6 separate regions of the Mus musculus genome follow, and all the other regions are linked to region 3. A link is a contact called in public promoter capture Hi-C and targeted proximity ligation data. All regions are on one chromosome and are shown on one strand. The core of a region is the stretch at or near the end of the contact, and the rest is flanking DNA. Distances in the headings are between cores, read along the strand shown.

Region 1 (3,074 bases), core at 131-2,630, 310 kb before region 3:
CAGTCGGGATTTTTTTTTTTTTTTTTTTTGGGTCAGGCAAAAAATCCACCCCACTAGGTATACTCCAGAGTCCATCCAAGGAGAGTCACTTTCCAAACGGGACAACTCCAGGTATCCAAACTCTGCTAACCGGAAGAACTTTGGTAGAATCGCCAATGAAACTGGTGGAAACATTGGATGGACCAACGATGGCGTGAAGAAAAGCCACTCTACCTGAACTGACCTCAAGGGAAGCAAGGAGACAGGGAATCCACCCAGAGCACACAGAAGTAATTACTCACTCTGAAGGAGGCCTGAGTCCTGACAGGAAAGAAAAGACACGAACTAAGTAGCAATAAGAATGGGAAGAAAGCCTCCTTCAGTTCAAGGGGGAGGGGCTGGAGCTCCTCTAAATGAACACTGTAGCAGATCCTAGTAAAGGCCTTAAATGTCAGCAGTTCTCACTAGAGAAGGGGGGGGGGTGCCCTCTCACACAGTTCTCTCTCTATAGATCATTTCCAGGGACAGCCTTCATTGTTTTTCTGCAAACTTTTGCAGGCTGCACCTGCTTTGTGTAGCCTCACAGGAAACCAAAGAGAAAAAGGAGGAGTAAGAATTTTTAAACTAACCCAAATTCATTTTTACAATGAATCAAAATTCCTAACGTAGTCTAAAAATTGAAGTCCAACGGGCACGGAGACATTTAGGGAACCGGGCCTGGCTACTTCCCAATGAAGAAATCGTGACTCATCAAAGCTTCAGAACGGACACAAGAGAGTTTGCATTTGTCTGGAGTTCACCTTCGGGCCAAGAAATGCTCTCCACTGTGAGCCTCAGTGTTTTTTCTAGATGCTTAAGTTTGGCAGGGGTTCTTTCTCTGGGTCCCATAACCCAGAGAACTGGTCCACTGGGGGGAGCTGTATAAACTTCTCTTTCCTCACCAACTCTAGGGCCACCTGAGACCACTACCCCCAATTCAAGAGATGTTGAAGTCCTAAAGCTCTAAGGAATTGGAAAGGTGTCCTCTCCAATTGCAATTGCTGGAGTGCAGTCCCTGCGGGCACTGCTCTGGAGAATTCCGGAAGTGATCCCCTACACTCTATCCCATGGGACCTAGCGGATGTCAAGGAAGACAAGCCAGGAAGGGAGGTACACAGAGCAGAGGAACCAGGAGTGGCTAGGGGTGCGGGGTCAAGATGTGCGGCCCGGGACAGTGGGTGAACACCCCTCCTGGGGTCCTCAGCACCCTCCCACACACGGCACACCCACACACCTTTGCCCCGCGGGGGGTCTTGGGTCCTAGCCTCAGGGATCTCCGGAGGTGAGCGAGGGGCGGGTCCGGAGGTGAAGTGGAGCCTTCCCGGTGCTCTGGGCAACCAGACCGCCCCCGCTCTCCCCCCTCCCCCTCCCGCGGCGCGAGCGAGAGAACGCAACAAAACAAAACAAACTCGTGCCGGCTTCCTGTTGTGCAACCACTTTCTGAGTAAGTAAGGGGCTGAAAGGCCGCCAGTTAGGAAGCCGGGCTGCGGGGGACCCTGCTGGCCAAAGCACCCGGAGCCGCACTGGGGTACATAGGGCCCTGCACTGTGACCCTGTCCGGACCACGGGGCGACTACCCTCCCTGCCCCCACGAGTGTCGTTTTGCTATTGCCTCCCAAACACACTACCAGATCTAAGGGCGCGACCTCGACGAACCTTTTTGCCAAAAAAAGAAAAAAAAAAAGGAAACCTCCAAAAGTTTCCTCCAGGTACCTACTTGAATCATCCATAGTAGGATGACAAATCCGCCCTGGTCAAGGTTTTCAGACACTTGGGTGAGTTTCTCGTCCCCCGGGTGACTTGTCAGCTCTAGTGAGTAACTTGGAACTGTTGCTTGGGGCAAGGTGTGTGTCTAGGAGAGCCAACAGCTCACTCACGCTTTCCAGAAAGTGATCCCGACCGACTTCAAAATAGACACAGGGTCATTTATAGGGACCGGAGCCTTGAAGCGGGACTCGAGACAGACATTTCCCAAACAGTGCTGACATTTTGTCCCCGGCCCATAAAAATGTAAACGCGAGGTGACAAACCCGGCGGGGAGTGCTAGGTGTCTGAATGTGTCTGCGATTTCGTGGCGTGGGAGGTTACAGTTGAAAACTTGGCGGCTGCGGGTCGATGCACCGCTCCTAACTAGTAGCTGTGCCCCCAAACCCGAGGACCTCACTGAACAATGGGGACACCAACTTGGATGAGACGGAGAAGTGAAAAACAGCCTTCGTGGCGCCCCATAAACACGTGGAAGCCGAAAAGACAACTACAACCCCGACTGTGAGCTAAAGACCTCAAAGTCCCATCACTCCCCACTTTGCCAAAGTTTCCCTAAGTAGGACCCCGGTGCTCGCCCTGTATCTGGCCCTGATTGTGTAACCTTCTGGTACCTGTATTTTCAGTTAAAAGGCACGGAGACTCTCCCTCATAAACGAAACTTCCACACCTTGTTGGTTTCCTTTCTGTCTACACCCCGCGCTCTTAGGTAACTGACAGCCAGTTTGATGGCTAAATGAGTATTGCCATCAGCCTCGGTAAGGTGTGCCTAGGTCTCTAGAAGCCCTGTGAGTCTGGGGGAGTTGGTGTGCTCCTGTCCTCAAACCCGTGCGAATGCCACCAAGCCGGCATGCAGAAACTCTTTCTAATCCCGAGTTTGCGTCCCCAGGCTTGACCGCCCCCACACTCTCTAGCGCCTTCTCTCTCTGTCCCTCGCCTGCAGAACAAAGTTCCTATGGCATCCACTTACCAGGTAACCGGATTTCCACAACAAAGCTAGGCGAGCGAGTCCCTTCTCCCGGCCAGCCCGCTCGTGACAACACTAGCGATGCGTGGGTGGAGGCTGAGCCCCCTCAGCGCTCCACGCCGGCTCTGCCTCCTTCGGAAAGGAAAACTCGCATCCAAGCCCGTGGCCGGAGCGCGGAACTACGGCCGGAGGGCCGTGTGTGTGCCCGCGCGAGGCTGCGACGGCGGCGGCCCTGGGAGGAGGAGGCAGGGCAGCGGGCCGACTCTCCGCATCAGCTCCCTGTCCGCGCTACGCACAGGCACACTCCAGTCATGTCTTTACAAAG
Region 2 (2,957 bases), core at 75-2,574, 500 kb after region 3:
GAGAGAGACAGAGTTAGATTGCTCAAGGTTAATGTCCCTGTTTAGAAATGCTATTCCAGGAATTTTCTTCTAAAGAAAAGAAGTAGAACAGAAGGGAAAGAACTTGCTTTAGTTACAACATCTCTGTCCCCAAACTGGAAATAACTTGTCTAGCAGAGTGAAAATAGATTAGTCATAGAGCTGTGTTGGTATTATAGGTTACCATCGGACCATGGAAATCTCAAGAACAAAATTACAGAGAAATACAAAAAAAATTGTTGAATGTCATCTTAAGTCTCTGTATGTTGGTAAGTTATTATGAAGTCAGCACACAATTTGCATCTATTACTTGTCCATTCTCATGGGACCCTATGGGGGCAGGGGGTTCAAGTCTTAGACAGAGGAGAAAATGCAGACAGTGTTGCTGAGCCAGGACTGAAATGTAAGCTCACAAATACCAAAGCCCAGAGGAGAGACCAATAGTGGTGGGTATGTGTGAGAGAAGGGGCGGGGGATGGTGGGGTAATGCGCAGGGCACCTTAGCACCATTTGGGGTACAGTGCCAAGCCAAAATAAACAACCAAGGTAAGAAAATGGCTGGAAAGGAGTGCCCTAGACTGTCAAGAGGGCTTTGTTCAAAAACAAGGTTCAAAAATATGACCCTTCTGGAGAATCATATGCATACAAAATTCCTTTTAAGACAGCTAGCTGTTGGGCTTTGTGCAAACTGTCATTTTTCTCTAGAGTATGTTTTCTAAAGCAGAATGGCCACTGAGATGCTGTGGTGTTCACAGACAACAAAAATACCTCCACGATGTTGTTATTAGCAAGATCGTTTCTTTACAAAATTTGGGGAAAATTCCTCCTTAAAATCCTTTTGTAAAGATCAGCAGTAGGGTGGGAGGTGGTGGGGCAAACAGCTTATATTTCATATTCCTTTCTTTTTTTTTTCCTTCTTTCACTTTGCTTTCAAGGCTGTGTAACAAGAATTATAGTAATAGTGAGTAGCTCTGCCCATGCCATGAGACTGTAAGCAATTTTTATTCTCACTGTATTTGAGAGGCAAGCACAATTTGAGTATTTTCAGCATAAAAACATTTAAACATTATTTTTTTAAAATATGTTTAAATTTTAGAATTTCACTGGGGTTTTGGCAAAATTTTATACATACAACTTGTGTTTCCCGCAATATCGAGCGCAGATTTCCACCTGTGTTTTTCTGAGACTCTGAAGAGAAACTAAAAGATAAGTTTGAGCAGACACTGGGCTTGCCAGCATCCTGCTGGCCTCAGGAGATGTCACAAGGGCCAGAGCACATACGCATGACTGAGCTGTGGCTGAGCATATGAACCACATGTGACAAGAGACAGTGTGAGCACCCCTTCTGACGACTGCTTGGGGAAGTTGTCTTCAAGAACCACCCCAGGGTAGAAAAGTCATGTGTAGGGAGTGCAAGGGTCCTTTCCCAAAACACAAAAACTTTTGTTCAATGTTCTCAGAATGAAGAGTCTTTAGAGTGTCATCCCCAGGTGACTGCGACATAGTGGAAGTGACTCTGTGAGGGCTGTTGGGAAAGCATGAAGGCCCTGAGGGACAGTTCAAAGCCAGTTCAACCAGAGCTTTTATTTTCTGACTGAGCATCTGAGTGACAGGGTAAGGCACTGGACCATCTCAGCAACATCCTTCTGTTTCAAGGGTATATGGGGTCCACCCACTCCCCGGGGCGTATTACATTCTATCTTGTGATTTGAATCCCCGACAGCTATGTGTCATGAAGAGTACAAAACGTTGTATTAGATATGTTTCACACTGGGGGGGTTCAAAGAAAACTAGAGAAATATACATCACAAGCTGGGAAAGTTGTATCAAAACTGAGATTGCATACAGTTGTATGTCCAATGAAGGGAGACGGGCTCCAAGGAATTCAAAACAGAAGGGAGCTCGTGATCAGAAGTAAGGTAAGAAGCAGCGAGGAACGGAGAAGTGCGCTGAGCCTGGATGCTTTCCGGTGACGTGTGGAGAACAAGAATCGAGACTTGCTCTCCAGGATTGGGACTCCAAAATCCACCCAGCTGTCCAACCACTCCCCGGGCCACTCAGGATGGTCACTGGCATAAATTCCAGAGAAGCGCCTCAGATATGCCTTGCTGAAGCAAGAGTTTCTCTTGTAGTTGTAGATTGTGAGGGCTTCTGAGGGACCCTGAAGACAACTCCCAGGGCGCAGTCAGGGCAGCAAGAGCCACTCAGGGTCCTTGGGGAAGTAGGCATTTTCCCATCAATTCCGTCTGTTACAGTGGTGCAGTCACCGCCCGCGGTACTTGCTGGAACTCAGGCCTGAGTGCTGAAGAAGAACAATGTAAACTTGCAAGAGTTCGAGGCCAGCCTGGTCTACAAAGTGTGTTCCAGGACAGCCAGGGCTATACAGAGAAACCATGTCTCGAAAAACCAAAACCAAACAAAAAAACCACGTGGTGTTTTATTTGACCTGCCTTTCTTATCATCTGCCAGTATGAGTATCCATCCACTTGTCCATAGCAAGACAAAAATCAGATAAGGTACAGAAGAGAGACTTAGGGGATGGGGTGGGACGATGCCTCTCTCTCCCTCTCTCTCTCTCTCTCTCTCTCTCTCTCTCTCTCTCTCTCTCTCTCTCTCAGCCCTTTAGGAAACTAGGTGCCTGCCTTTTATCTGCTTGTGACAGGGTTAGTGAAGGACCAAGGTGAAATTATGAGCTTGGCTTTTGAGGCACTAGCCAGGGACTAGGATAGGGAGGGCATAAATGCTTCAAATAACCCTCTTCGGGAAGACTCAGGCAGTATGGGGTGGGGGGGAAGTGGCTGCATGTAAACAAGACAGGAAATATACTCACTCGTCCTGGCCTTCCCCTCTGCACACACTTCCCTGACCCTCTGTCTTTCTGCCTCGTCATTCTCTGTGGAGATCTAGGTTTTAAGAAGTTCCTACGCTCTATTCCTTAA
Region 3 (3,099 bases), core at 114-2,613:
TTCTGTAATTTGGTTTCTTTAACCCAGTGAGTGCCCCTTCTGTGTAGCCCAGGTTGGTGGTGAACTTGAGAATCCTCATGTCTCAGCCTTTCCCAGGATTACAGACTTGTTCATTTCAGAGATATTTCCACATCAGCACGCTGAGATCTACTCTTCCATTGCTTCTACTTACTTATTTTTAGCTTTCTTTTACCACCCCAAAACTGTCTTTGTATTAGATTCCGCTGTAAAAATACTGTTGGGTATTTTCCTGATCATGAAAGAGCTGAACTGAAGCACATAGGCTTTTCATGTCATCCCTCTTCCTTAAATGTTACACAGCATGCTTAACAGCATTTTTCTCATCTATCGCTCGACCATTAGGATTAACGAGCCTTTAGCGTTTGCCAGTCAGGGCTAAGGCAGATGACTCAGTAGGTAAAAATGGTAGCTGAGCAAGCATGAGGACGGTAGTTCAAATACCCAACAAACCTGCACCTCTAATCCTAGCTCTAAATGGGCTGAGACAGAAGGCTTGGTGTCAGTTCTCTGAGCTCAGCGAGAAGAAACCTTGTCTCAAGGGAATGCTGTGAAAAATAACAGAGCAGGAGAACTGATGTGGTCCTCTGGCCTACCCTTGTGAACCTCACGCCCCCACACACCCCTACCTACAGTTTGCCAATCAATCAAAGCTTGAAAGACTGATAGTCTGTCGTCTTATCTGATTGCGAATAGACAACAAGCTAAATTGTTAAACGTGCGGGTTGTGAAGTTAGACTTTCCTAGTTCCTAGGTGTCTGTTTCCCTCTCCCTGGTCCTAGAAACTAAAATCAGGGCCTTGCCTGTGTTAGTTAAATGAGCACTCTACTGCCAGGGTACATTCCCAATCTTTGAGTTTTTCGCTTAAAATGTGTTCTCGGGCTATGGTGGGTCATTTTGTCTCAAAAAGAAAAGGGACAGTGAGTACTCGGATCTTCACGATTCTAAAAAGACACGAGGAACGGAAAGCCCTCTGATACGTCTACTACTTGTCTCAATTCTTTACAAATGTGCTTGCCCCAGTATTTTATTTTTAGTGTCCTCCTCCGCTGTAGCAGGGTTTGGAGAACAGTCTTGTCGCGGGTAATTTGAAGTTAAAGGAAAGTTGGCTGTGCTTTCTAAATCGGTCCCCCTCGACTCCGACTTAGATTGCTCTACACGAAGGAGCTTTTGAAATAGAAGAGGGACAAGTCAGAACACCCTTTGAACGCCCGGATCCGAACCTGCAGAAACCCTAGTTAGCTTTCCCGGACTTAAACTCCAGACTTTGCTTCTTCGTCCAGACGTGGCCACGCCCGGTCACGCCCCCGGAAATGACGTCCCGGCCGGCTACTTCTTCTTCCGCAGTCCGCCGGCGGCACAGTCCAGGCCTGCTCCGGGGGTGCATCGGCTTCGCCAGGGGCAGAGGGATTCTGGGTAACGACCGTGGCCGGCCGGGCGGCTGGCTCCGCCCAGCAGGTTCCACTCACGCCAGGGCCGTTGGCGCTGGCGGTTGCCGGGCCCGGACCAGTGGGACATGGAGCAGCCGTGGCCGCCACCGGGCCCCTGGAGCTTCCCGAGGACTGGCGGGGAAACCGAGGAGGAGAGTGACTTAGACGTGTCCCCCTCTTCGTCCCACTACTCTCCGGTACCGGACGGCGGCGCCCAGGTGAGAGCGGCCTGCGTTCTGCCGGGGGCGGGGGATGGGAAATGTCTGCGGGCATCGCGGGGGAGCCTGATGCCAAGCCACAGCTCTGGCAGCATCTTCCGCGAGAAAAGGAGGCGATCACGCGCGCATTCCCGACCTCCACGTCCACGCACACTTGTCCCTGCACCGGGGCTGGTTGCCCCTCACCTTTGCGAGAGGTTCCTCCTCCCCCTCTCTGCTGCTGTCTGCGTGGAGCTTTGGGGGCCGCTCAAGTGTATAACATTGACCCTTTGTCCTCTGGTGCGTGCTTTCATCCGAGCCTTTATTACGAGCTCCAGCTACTTTGTGCACAGTTGATAGGAACAGAGAGTGATTGTACTTCTAAAATAGTACACCGAGTCCTGACATAAACATCTCACGTGCTCTTTGCCGCGCTGACATCTCAGCAAATTCTGTAAGCCTTGCCTTTGACGCTGGCACACACCTCCGTTTCTATCATTGGTCCTTTACTGTATTCATAGTTTGATTCCGCGTCAGCCTCCGGTGAAAACATACAGCCACCGAATTGGCTTTCAGGCTTCTTCCCGAAGTTTCTGATACTACATGTGTTTTTCAACCCAGCTTTCTTGCCTCGGAAACTGTCAAGTGTTATATGCCAGTTATGGCTTTTATAGGGGTGCTGTGCTATGCTGCGAACATCACCTTCTCCCGACTTTTCACCTGGGTGTGTTTTGAACCAGATTTCAAAAGCATAGACTGAACACTAATCTTTTCAATGAAATTGATTGTAGGTGTCTGATTTCCAGGCGTTTTTGCAAAAATGTGGTCCAATATTATAATAGCTTTTCTTAAAGATGACTGGTTTAAATTGTCTGCCCGCAAGTCAGTCAGCTGAGTTGATTGGGCTCACCCACAGTATGCTGTTTCATAACCACAGACTATGGTCAGCCAACTAGTCATAGGGAAAGTAAGGCAAAATGAGAATTGATGGGTCAGTAGTCACCTAGTTACGGATCACTAGTATCATCTGTGTATACTTAGTATTGCAGAGGGAGAAAACGAAAAGTTGCTGGTGTCAATTTGGACAGGCAAGGGGAAACTGCCTCAATTTCAGTGCACTGTGGTTGACTCGAAGAAGTAATCCAAGAAACCCAACATTTTAAAACGATTTTACCTGTGCATTTGTTTAGGTGATGGGGTTTAAGAAGGCTTCTATTGCCTTCACTAAAGGAGATCTCCCAGGGTCATTTAGTTAGACAGTGCAGGGTCCCCACTAGAACTCATGACTCCCAGTCCGGTGTTCTTTTCAGGACGCTTCTGCACTGCCTATCCAGAGAAATACTATAGCATTTTATTTGGATGAGAAGGCTTTTAAATGGTGATAAAATTTACACAGTCATTACTTCTAAGAACATATAATTATTACAAGCCTACTTGTATGTTTTGCTAGCTTT
Region 4 (2,784 bases), core at 151-2,650, 300 kb after region 3:
CACTTTAGGAGATATTTTTATATTTTTATAATCTTGAATTTCCTTATCCAAGAACATAATTCATTTTCTGTGTATGCAGATAATGTGTTACATTGTACAAGAGTATTTTGAAACTTTTAACAATCATTTTCAATTTTTTGGTTAAGTTTAATTCAACATAGGGCATTTTTCTTGCTGCTATAAATAGGGCTTTTTTAAAAAGCATTCAATTACATTGATTATTTTGATAAATGGAAAATAAGTACTTTTTAAGTATGTGTGCTTTTCTATTAGATAAAGTGACACATTTTTGATTATATGTTCATATGTATATATTTTAATAAAAAAAAATCTCAGCATACTTCCATATCCTAACACATGTAGTTTAGTCTGAGCAGTATATAAAAATAAATGTTTGTATTTATAATTAATCTCAACTTTTATGTATGTATTAGATTCTGACTAACTCTCTCAGGGTCATTGAAGTGTATAGTTATGAATGGTTAGTGACTAACTGGGAAGGTGAGCTAAGCCTGTGTTTGGGAGGGTCTTACATATCAGATAGAAGGATTTGTTAAATCATGCTAGGGAACTAACTGGAAGTTATACAAAATATTTGAACAATTTAGAGGAAATTAACCAGAATAGAGTATAGAGAATTTCCAACATTAGAATTTAATTGGTTTTTTAATTCCATGGTTTTCTTTTTCTTTTCTGATTAGGAGATAGAACTTAGCTCATTAAAAGAAGCCTTGTCATTCGTGTCATTAATTGACGGGTATTACAGACTAACTGCGGATGCGCACCATTACCTCTGCAAAGAGGTGGCTCCCCCAGCTGTGCTCGAGAACATACACAGCAACTGCCACGGCCCAATATCGTGAGTAATGCCACATTTCACAGGACAGTTCTAGGAGCTGGCTGGTAGGTTAGCATAAGGACTGTGGAAGTCCGAATTCCAGGCACTCCAGTACAAGACTGAACATAGCCGATCTAACAGATGAGACAGTCAGGCACATCCCGAGAGCTTCAGGCCAGACAGACAGCTGAGTGCTGCTGGCTCAGTGAGAGACCTTTCCTCAAAGCAACAAGACAGTTGTAAGGAAGACATTGACACGCTGTCCTGGTCACCAGAGTACATTTTTCAGAGGGAAATGTTCTACAAAGTGTGCTTAATACCCATGTTTCTAGGTCAGTACTGTGCAGGGGAACTTTACACAGTGCCGAAAAGGTTCACTGTTTGGACATTCTAATTAAATATAGTCTGGATTTATACTTAATTGTATTTTCATTTCTTTACCTTTCAATACCCAAGGCTACGAATTACTGTTCTAGTTTGCTTTCTGTTGCTGAGCAGAAGCAACATGAAGAGAAACGGCCTTTTAATTGGCTCACAGTCCAGGTCACAGTCCATCATAGAGGGTGCCAGAGCAGGAGCTCAAACAAGAACCGAGGCAGAAACCACGCAAACCCTGCTTCCTTTCTCACTCTCCTTGTTTATGGGCAGCCTGCCTAAGGAAAGCATCGTAGGCAGCACCCTCCCACATCCCTTAACAGTCAAGATAATCCCCCAGACGCGGCCACAGGCCAGTCTAATCTGAGCAGTCTTTCAGTTGAGACTCCCTGTTTCCAGGTGGCTCTTGGCTGTTCTCAGCAGGGCAGGGACCTTATGACCACCCAGCACCTTTGCAGGCCTCCTATTGTTGTGTAAATTACATCCTGCTCTCCAGTGCTGCGTCTTTGAAATTTATGCACATACTAATTCTTTTGGCACATAGGACATTTTTGGACTGGTATTTTCCAGTCACTGCAGATCTTCGGTTAGATTTGATACTGTTGTAAATATAGAAAGATGATTTTGTATTAGTATTTCTGGGATAGAAGAGACATGAGAGATTTTATGGGAGTATATTTTTTAAATTATTCAATTTGTAAAAAGCAGAACATCAAAATGAATGAATTTTCCTCGTGGCTTTATTGTTTCGTAGTGTCTTAAAATAATATAATTATTCCTTGAATTGGTTTGAACTCACTACAAAATAACTCGATACACTTATTTCTCTTGAAAACAAATTTTGTAGCTATATATAGTAGGGAGTGTTCTGAGGCGTGATTTTTATTTGGTTGCTGTGGCTGTCAGTCACATGTGCAAGCTGCCATTCATATGATTTCTCCTTGACTTGTAGAATGGATTTTGCCATTAGCAAACTAAAGAAGGCGGGTAACCAGACTGGACTATATGTGCTACGATGCAGCCCTAAGGACTTCAACAAATACTTTCTGACCTTTGCTGTTGAGGTTAGTAGGTCACATTTATTAATAGCAACATGTTGTGTAATCTGTCTTTCTCCGTCAAGAAGTATTTTATTTTTAATATTAAGAATTATAGTTCTTGAGATGGTAATTGGCATAGTCATACTTGGCATATCTTAAAATGTCATAAAATAAATAATTCATAAAGTTAATGTAAATACATAAATAACTATAATGCCTTTGTTTTTGACGTTTATTTTATTTTTTGATGTTTGAGTATTAGCCATGTGTCAAGTGGTTATTTCGTTAAGTATACTCAAGTCTACTTACAACAACCAAAAATATTTACCAAATCGTTTAGAGGAAAATAAGTGACAAGAACATTTCCTGATTCTAGAATAGGTTACTAACTGCGACATTCAGAGCACCAGGGACATGATTGCATATAAGAGTGCACTGGACACTCACTGTTAAATGCACGTGAATTTGGATCTCATCGAAGATTGTTTATCCATATTTATCTTTAAAATATATGCAGCTACATGCTCTAAA
Region 5 (2,884 bases), core at 301-2,800, 440 kb after region 3:
GCTTCGGAAGTTCAGGTCTAGATTGAAGCTTAATTTAGTTCCTGCACAGCAAATGAAATGTAAGAGAAAACACAGTTACCTTACCACAAAGCCAAACGTTTACCTGCCTCAGTCTTAGGTGCTGTCTACTCTTGCTGGCAGTAGCTGGTAGAGTCGCAGCCGAGTCATCAGAGCAGAGAGAGGAGAGCGAATTATAGCTAGAGATGAATTTGTGTTCCATTTCCATAGACACCACTCAGTGGCCTTAAGCAAACTGTTCTTCTTAAAACCTGTCAAATACGAACAGTATCACCTACTAAGGAGGGATGACAGAGGACCAATCAGAGGATAGAAGAGTCCCTGGGTGTTGGGACCAGTGTGTTTAATAAAGGTTAACTATCACTCTTTCCCCAGTTACACAGTGTCCTAAGTCTGCCTCACAGATCCTGGGTTTTAGGTTTGGGGCAAGCCTGAGAGACTGTGTTTCTAATTAGTGCTCAGGTGACGCTGAAAGCAACGTTTCAGGTGGCAAGGTGGTCGTCGGTGTTTGCAACTGCAGATGTTTGATCTGCCTAGTTAGACTTATTCAATACTGTCTGCAAGTTAGAAGCTCCAGGGAAACGGCAAGACGAATGTCTGCTTACCCCAATAATAACTTCATCTAAAGAATGCGAATTAGGGTTTGGGCATTAATATTTTTTTCTAAGAAAAAAAAAAGTCTTTGCTATGGTCTATGGTCTAGATATATGTTCCTCAAAGGTTCCTGTTCCCTTATACCTCCAGGGCAGTGGTGTAAGCTTTAAGAGGTAGGGTCTAACAGAAGTTAATTAAATCCCAAACGTCCACACTGATAAAAAGAGTCCCATCTGTCTTTGAAGAGTGGGTAGTTATAACGGGAAACTACCCCAAGAGTATGGCCATCCCTTTCTGCTTCTTCACACAGGCAGGGCTGTGTGCTGGCGCCAAGCTTCTTGGAGCCCCCACCACCAGAATCTTGAACTTCAGTACACAGCACACAGGTATTTTGTTAAAGCAACCATGAGTGGGCAGAGGCAGTGTCCCAGAAGGCTCCTGTGTCAGACTGGCTGAGGCCTTCTGCTTGGTTAGTCTAACCCGCTGACAGCCAGCCCTGAGAAAGAATTGTGTACAGAATCCATTACAAGTGGTTTCATTTCCTCTGTGATTCACAAAAAAGCTGAAAGTTATAGAATTTCAAACGTATGTTGCATCTCCTAAACTACCCATTTTGTGAGAAATCAAGCCCAAAGCTTTGCATGTCTTGGAAGCTATACCTGAGGTGAAGTTAGTCTAAGTAACAAGTCTCAGTCATTGTGAAGTATTCCGATGCACGGTTTGTCAGGTCATTGTTCTTTCCTCTTGTAAATACTACCCCCAAGCCCCCAAAAGTCACCTATCTGAAAGGTAAAATGTATTTCTAAAGCTCAAGGCATTTATTCTGCAAGGGGTGGGGGTGGAGTGGGGTTGAAAAAAAAAGAGAAGCCATGTGTTTATAAAAGGTTGGGGCAGGGGATGAGGGAAGTTCTGCGGTAATGACAGGGGAGTTCCAGAGGAAGTTATGGGCTCTCTCTCCTCTCTCATGAGAAAAAAAAGATAGAGCGGTAAACAGCTTAGCTGTTAACACATCTCCAAATCTACCCAGCCAGTTATCTTCCTTGCACACTCCTCTTTCCCCTTCACCACCTCTCTCCTTGTTTTCCGTTTGGGCATCTGAAATTTAAAAGGGGAAACAGACTTTAGTAGTAGTAAATTCCTAAGCTAAATGCTCAGAAAATAGCTTAGTATATCTTTGATGAGGGATGATTATGCTTCCCGCCCCCTAGGGAGCCGCAGAGTGGATTTGAAACAAAGTATCTTTTAGTTACAAGTGAGTGAAGGGTTTAGAGATGATTTCTGATTTAGTCACTTTTCTCCCTGGCTGGTACCTAAGTAACAGCCTGGCAGAAGCGACCTTAGGGAGAAGGGTTCATTTTGTTTCACCATTGGAGAGGACACAGGAGTCCACAGTGGTTGGGAAGGCGCGGTAGCAGATGTGAGGCAGCTGTCACATCAGGAAGCAGGAAGAAAGGGATGCTGACGCTCAGCTAACTTTCTCGGTTTTACTTAACCCAGGACCCCAGTCCATGAGATGCTGTCACTCCCAGGCGGATCTTCCCTGCTCAGTTAAGACTCCTAGGTGTTTCAAAATCCCATCGAATTAAGACTTAATCATCACAGTTCTCCTAAGAATGGATCTAAACACTAAGTACATAAGAACTTGTTATTTCAGCATGCAAAGGACTCTACAGAATGGAATCATACAGGAATTCCTGAGCTACATCCTTTTTTTTTTTACTAGTATGATCCGAGGGTCTTTTCAGCCTGATCCAGCAAGGACACGCATGATTTACATTGTTTTGCATAGAAGCATATACCTTAGAGCCTTTCTCCTGGGCCCCATGTTACACAAACAAATGCTGGGCATGTGTGCATCTCCTCCACACTACAGATCTGTGTAAAATGTGCATTAATGTTCTAGTTGTAGTCAAAGCAGAGAATGGAGGTAATAAACTGTCCAGTCATTTTTGGTAAAGCTCATTTGTGAAAATCACTGTCTGGTATGCTGGGTGGTAACCCACAGTTGCTGATTCGTGTGGTCTCTTGTGAAGTATGCCTCAGGGAGAAGTGAATGCAGGCAGGCTAGGAGTCTTCTCACCACGCTCCCCTTTCCCTCCCTGCTCCTCCAGAAGTGAGATTAATATTTTGGATACTTGAAAAATGCCAAAGCAAGCAATCTTATTCATTTCTAAGGTTTGAAGGATAATGGAAGTTTGAATTAAAAGAGACTGGCAAGCTGAGTATGGCCACACCCTGGCCACCCCAGCACGCAGGAGGCTGAAACAGGAAA
Region 6 (2,876 bases), core at 310-2,809, 460 kb after region 3:
CTGGCTCACAGCACTACCTTGCAACATGCATGTAGTAGAAAAAAAGCAGTGTGATCAGTTAGGGTTTGCAACACACCTCTACCTGTTGCATGTAATTTTAAAAATATGCTATCTCCTTGGCAGATCTGCTGCGCCATCCCCACTCTCGGAAAAACCCATTCTTCCCAGCTTAGCTCCGCCAATGGCCAGCTGGTGCCTTTCCCAGGAGCTGCGATTATGCTCCCAGCCCTTCCCAGCTAGCCACCAGCTACTGCCTCTCTCTATCTCTGCCCACCTCTCTGAGACTTAGACAGCTTTATTAACTTAGTACTTGTCAGATAGCATAATTGCTGGGAGCAGAATCTCATTGTTCCCAAGCATGGCCACAAACTCCTTTCTCTTTCCTCCTCCTCCTCTTCCTCCTCCTCCTCCTCCTCTTCCTCCTCCTCCTCCTCCTCCTCCTCCTCCTCCTCCTCCTCCTCCTCCTCCTCCTCCTCCTTGGACCCGGAAGTTCTACCTTTACCCTTCACCCAGCAATTAGCTTCCACCTTCTTTATTGACACAATCAAGAACCAATTCAGCTCCTCTCCCTACATCTACCAAACTGGCCCTTATCTTTTTGGTTCTAGCGTTCACATGCTCTTGGATAAAGATGATAGCTCTGGGGCTTGAGTTTTGGATCAAGAAGATCTATATCTAAAACCCTGGCTGTTTTACTTCCTTGGAAACAATTACCATAGACAGATTAGCATCCCTGAGGCTTCCTTGGCTCTAAAGTGACTCTGGATTATATATATATATCCTTCCTTAGCCAGATTTTCCCATGGTCCCATACTCTGTAGAGGGAAGGTCAAGAGCAGAGCAGCCAGCAGAAATAGGCATAGGGTAACTTGTGTGCCTATTCTTTGCCATGTTTTCAACATCTCTGTAGCCCTCTTTTCTCTCCATCTGGCCAGCCTGAAGGTACCAGTGCTCTGCAAAGCTGTTCCCCAGCCTTTAAATTAAATCGCCTCTTCACTAAATGGATGTGTCAGTGGCAGCACCTTGGTTAGTTCAGACAAGATAAGGGGTAACTTGTATCTGAATGGCTGGATTTAACATGTCAGCCCATTGGGGATATTCTGCTCTTTCAAAAGGACCTTGCTGGTGTTTAAAATTGAATAACTAACAGTGCAGAGTCTAGGCTCTTGAGTTCTTATCAGTGAGGGAGAAAATACATTTTTGAGCTGAGGGACTTTTTCTACTTGAATGAGAAAATCCAGATGGTGAAGAAAAGAGAGATGGAGGTAGAGATAGCGACAGAGACAGGGTGGGAGGGAGGAAAAAGAAAGATGACGAATAGGTGGGTGGGTGGAACAACAAAGCGACAAAAGGACTGCATCATAGCTGAATCACCTGCTGTCTAACTTTGGGGACATTTCTCAGCCTTTCTTCTTTCATGGGTGAATGTGGAGATCAAAGAAGAGGCTGCCTCACTGGGTGGAGGTGAAAGGAAAAGAACCTCTACTTGAGAGAGATGTGGAATGAAGGCTTAACTTCATTTCCACGTGGTAGAAACCACACAGGAAGCCACCTCAGTCTGTCTCGGGGCCACCTTGTGATGAGATTCCGGTTCTCTCATTCACCCAGGTCGGATGGAACCCAAAGTCCCCAGAACGTGGCCACTTCATGTTTTCATCCCGGCCTGCACCATCGCTTTGATCTTCCTGGCCATAGTGATAATCCAGAGAAAGAGGATCTAGGGGAAGCTGTATTACGGAAGAAGGTGAGTGACTTACAAGCCATGTAAGCCTGTGGCCTGCGGGTCTTCAGAGAAGCACTTCAAGCCTAGAAGGGTTTTGAGATTACCCTGGGGACATTCTACTCCAAGAAGAACATGGTCCAGTCTTCAGTGAGCTGAACCCACGCTGAAGTTTTGTGTTGTTTTATTTTGGTTTTTTTGTTTTTTAAGGGGAAGTTTGTTCCAGGGCTGAAGGAGTTTGGCTTGCCCTCCAAGCTTCATGGTAGCCAAGTTATAGAATCAGCCAGATTCCCATCAATGATAAACAATTTTTTAAAAAAATGTGATATGTGTGCATAACAGAGCACCTTGTAGCCTTAAAGAAAAAATTAAATACTGTCATTTTTCAGGGGAAGAAATGAAGCTAGAGGTCATCGTTTTAAGCCCTACTCAGAAGGTGCAGACAGAGATTATATTTCTTTTGATATATAGATTCTAGACTTAAAAAAAAAATAAATACAAGGACAAGGTACCCGCACAGCGGAAAGGAGATACAATGATGGAAGTGTATATGTGTGTGAAAAGCCATGATGATTAGGCTGGAGAAATGGCTCCTGAGTTAAGAGAGTCATCTTACAGAGGACTTGAGTTCAATTCCCAGCATCCATATCAGGAAGTTCCTGATCACCTGTAACTCCAGCTCCAGGGGATCTAAGGTCCTCTTCTAGCCTCCCAGGGAGCTAAGTTAGTCCACCAGAGGGCCCTATCTGAGCCAATGCTGAGGGCCTAGTGGGTAAGGGGTTGAATGTACACAACTGTGGCCGACAGGAAGTCCCACCTGCCTCTTCAGCCATATGTGTCTTGCACAGAGACCAATGGCAAGTAGCATGTGAGGATGCCATAACTAATTCACTGCCACTGTGGTGTAGAGCTCTTGAGTCCTTGCTAGAGCAGAGTCCCATGCAGAGCCCATTAAACTTTCATGGCTGATGAGGAAAGAGGGGCTTCCTTCCTTCTCGTCAGCTGCACCATTTGCCCCTTCTACACTAGACCCTCATAAGGAACCTGAGTCAAGAGCTTTAACTTCTCTCTCTTCTACAGTTCTTTGGGCCATTGTTGTCCTGAGACTACAGTAAAGATAGAGAAGTCTCCATCCCTTTCTTTCTAGAAGCCTCCT

The links. Promoter capture Hi-C pulls out the DNA fragments that hold promoters and counts their contacts.
Region 1: a targeted proximity ligation map of pancreatic cancer cells shows a contact between it and region 3. A contact is called at or near these places in 1 of 130 datasets of targeted methods (pancreatic cancer cells) and 1 of 9 other capture datasets (adipose tissue).
Region 2: a contact with region 3 is called in a targeted proximity ligation map of pro-B cells, with 4 times the contacts expected there. A contact is called at or near these places in 3 of 39 promoter capture datasets (cranial neural crest, hematopoietic stem and progenitor cells and hippocampal neurons), 2 of 484 Hi-C or Micro-C datasets (B cells and cortical neurons), 8 of 130 datasets of targeted methods (astrocytes, bone marrow-derived macrophages, embryonic hindbrain and 5 more) and 1 of 9 other capture datasets (embryonic stem cells).
Region 4: a contact with region 3 is called in a promoter capture Hi-C map of embryonic stem cells, with 2.6 times the contacts expected there. A contact is called at or near these places in 14 of 39 promoter capture datasets (the 3T3-L1 cell line, 3T3-L1-derived adipocytes, the C10 cell line and 11 more), 11 of 484 Hi-C or Micro-C datasets (the AML12 cell line, B cells, CD8 T cells and 7 more), 11 of 130 datasets of targeted methods (astrocytes, bone marrow-derived macrophages, craniofacial prominence and 8 more) and 2 of 9 other capture datasets (adipose tissue and embryonic stem cells).
Region 5: a contact with region 3 is called in a promoter capture Hi-C map of hematopoietic stem and progenitor cells. A contact is called at or near these places in 4 of 39 promoter capture datasets (the 3T3-L1 cell line, hematopoietic stem and progenitor cells, liver and 1 more) and 1 of 9 other capture datasets (adipose tissue).
Region 6: a contact with region 3 is called in a targeted proximity ligation map of memory CD8 T cells, with 27 read pairs. A contact is called at or near these places in 3 of 39 promoter capture datasets (the 3T3-L1 cell line, cranial neural crest and liver), 3 of 130 datasets of targeted methods (effector CD8 T cells, extraembryonic endoderm stem cells and memory CD8 T cells) and 1 of 9 other capture datasets (adipose tissue).

What each region holds. Positions count from the first base shown.
Region 1 is chr19:28,676,844-28,679,917 of GRCm38.p6, forward strand. It overlaps D930032P07Rik (RIKEN cDNA D930032P07 gene), which reads left to right and starts at 1,381. Exons shown (of 5, transcript NR_045330.1): 1 at 1,381-1,462. Glis3 (GLIS family zinc finger 3) reads right to left here. Exons shown (of 11, transcript NM_175459.6): 1 at 2,753-3,074.
Region 2 is chr19:29,485,352-29,488,308 of GRCm38.p6, forward strand. No RefSeq gene overlaps it. Among named protein-coding and RNA genes, the nearest start is that of A930007I19Rik, 35 kb to the right of the region's middle.
Region 3 is chr19:28,989,004-28,992,102 of GRCm38.p6, forward strand. It overlaps Cdc37l1 (cell division cycle 37-like 1), which reads left to right and starts at 1,364. Exons shown (of 7, transcript NM_025950.4): 1 at 1,364-1,666. The coding sequence starts at 1,535.
Region 4 is chr19:29,284,136-29,286,919 of GRCm38.p6, forward strand. Jak2 (Janus kinase 2) reads left to right here. Exons shown (of 25, transcript NM_008413.4): 9 at 702-859; 10 at 2,166-2,277. Among named protein-coding and RNA genes, the nearest start is that of Jak2, 34 kb to the left of the region's middle.
Region 5 is chr19:29,429,616-29,432,499 of GRCm38.p6, forward strand. The region is part of intron 2 of Pdcd1lg2 (programmed cell death 1 ligand 2); the gene reads left to right. Among named protein-coding and RNA genes, the nearest start is that of Pdcd1lg2, 20 kb to the left of the region's middle.
Region 6 is chr19:29,452,857-29,455,732 of GRCm38.p6, forward strand. Pdcd1lg2 (programmed cell death 1 ligand 2) reads left to right here. Exons shown (of 6, transcript NM_021396.2): 5 at 1,609-1,744. The coding sequence ends at 1,721. Among named protein-coding and RNA genes, the nearest start is that of Pdcd1lg2, 43 kb to the left of the region's middle.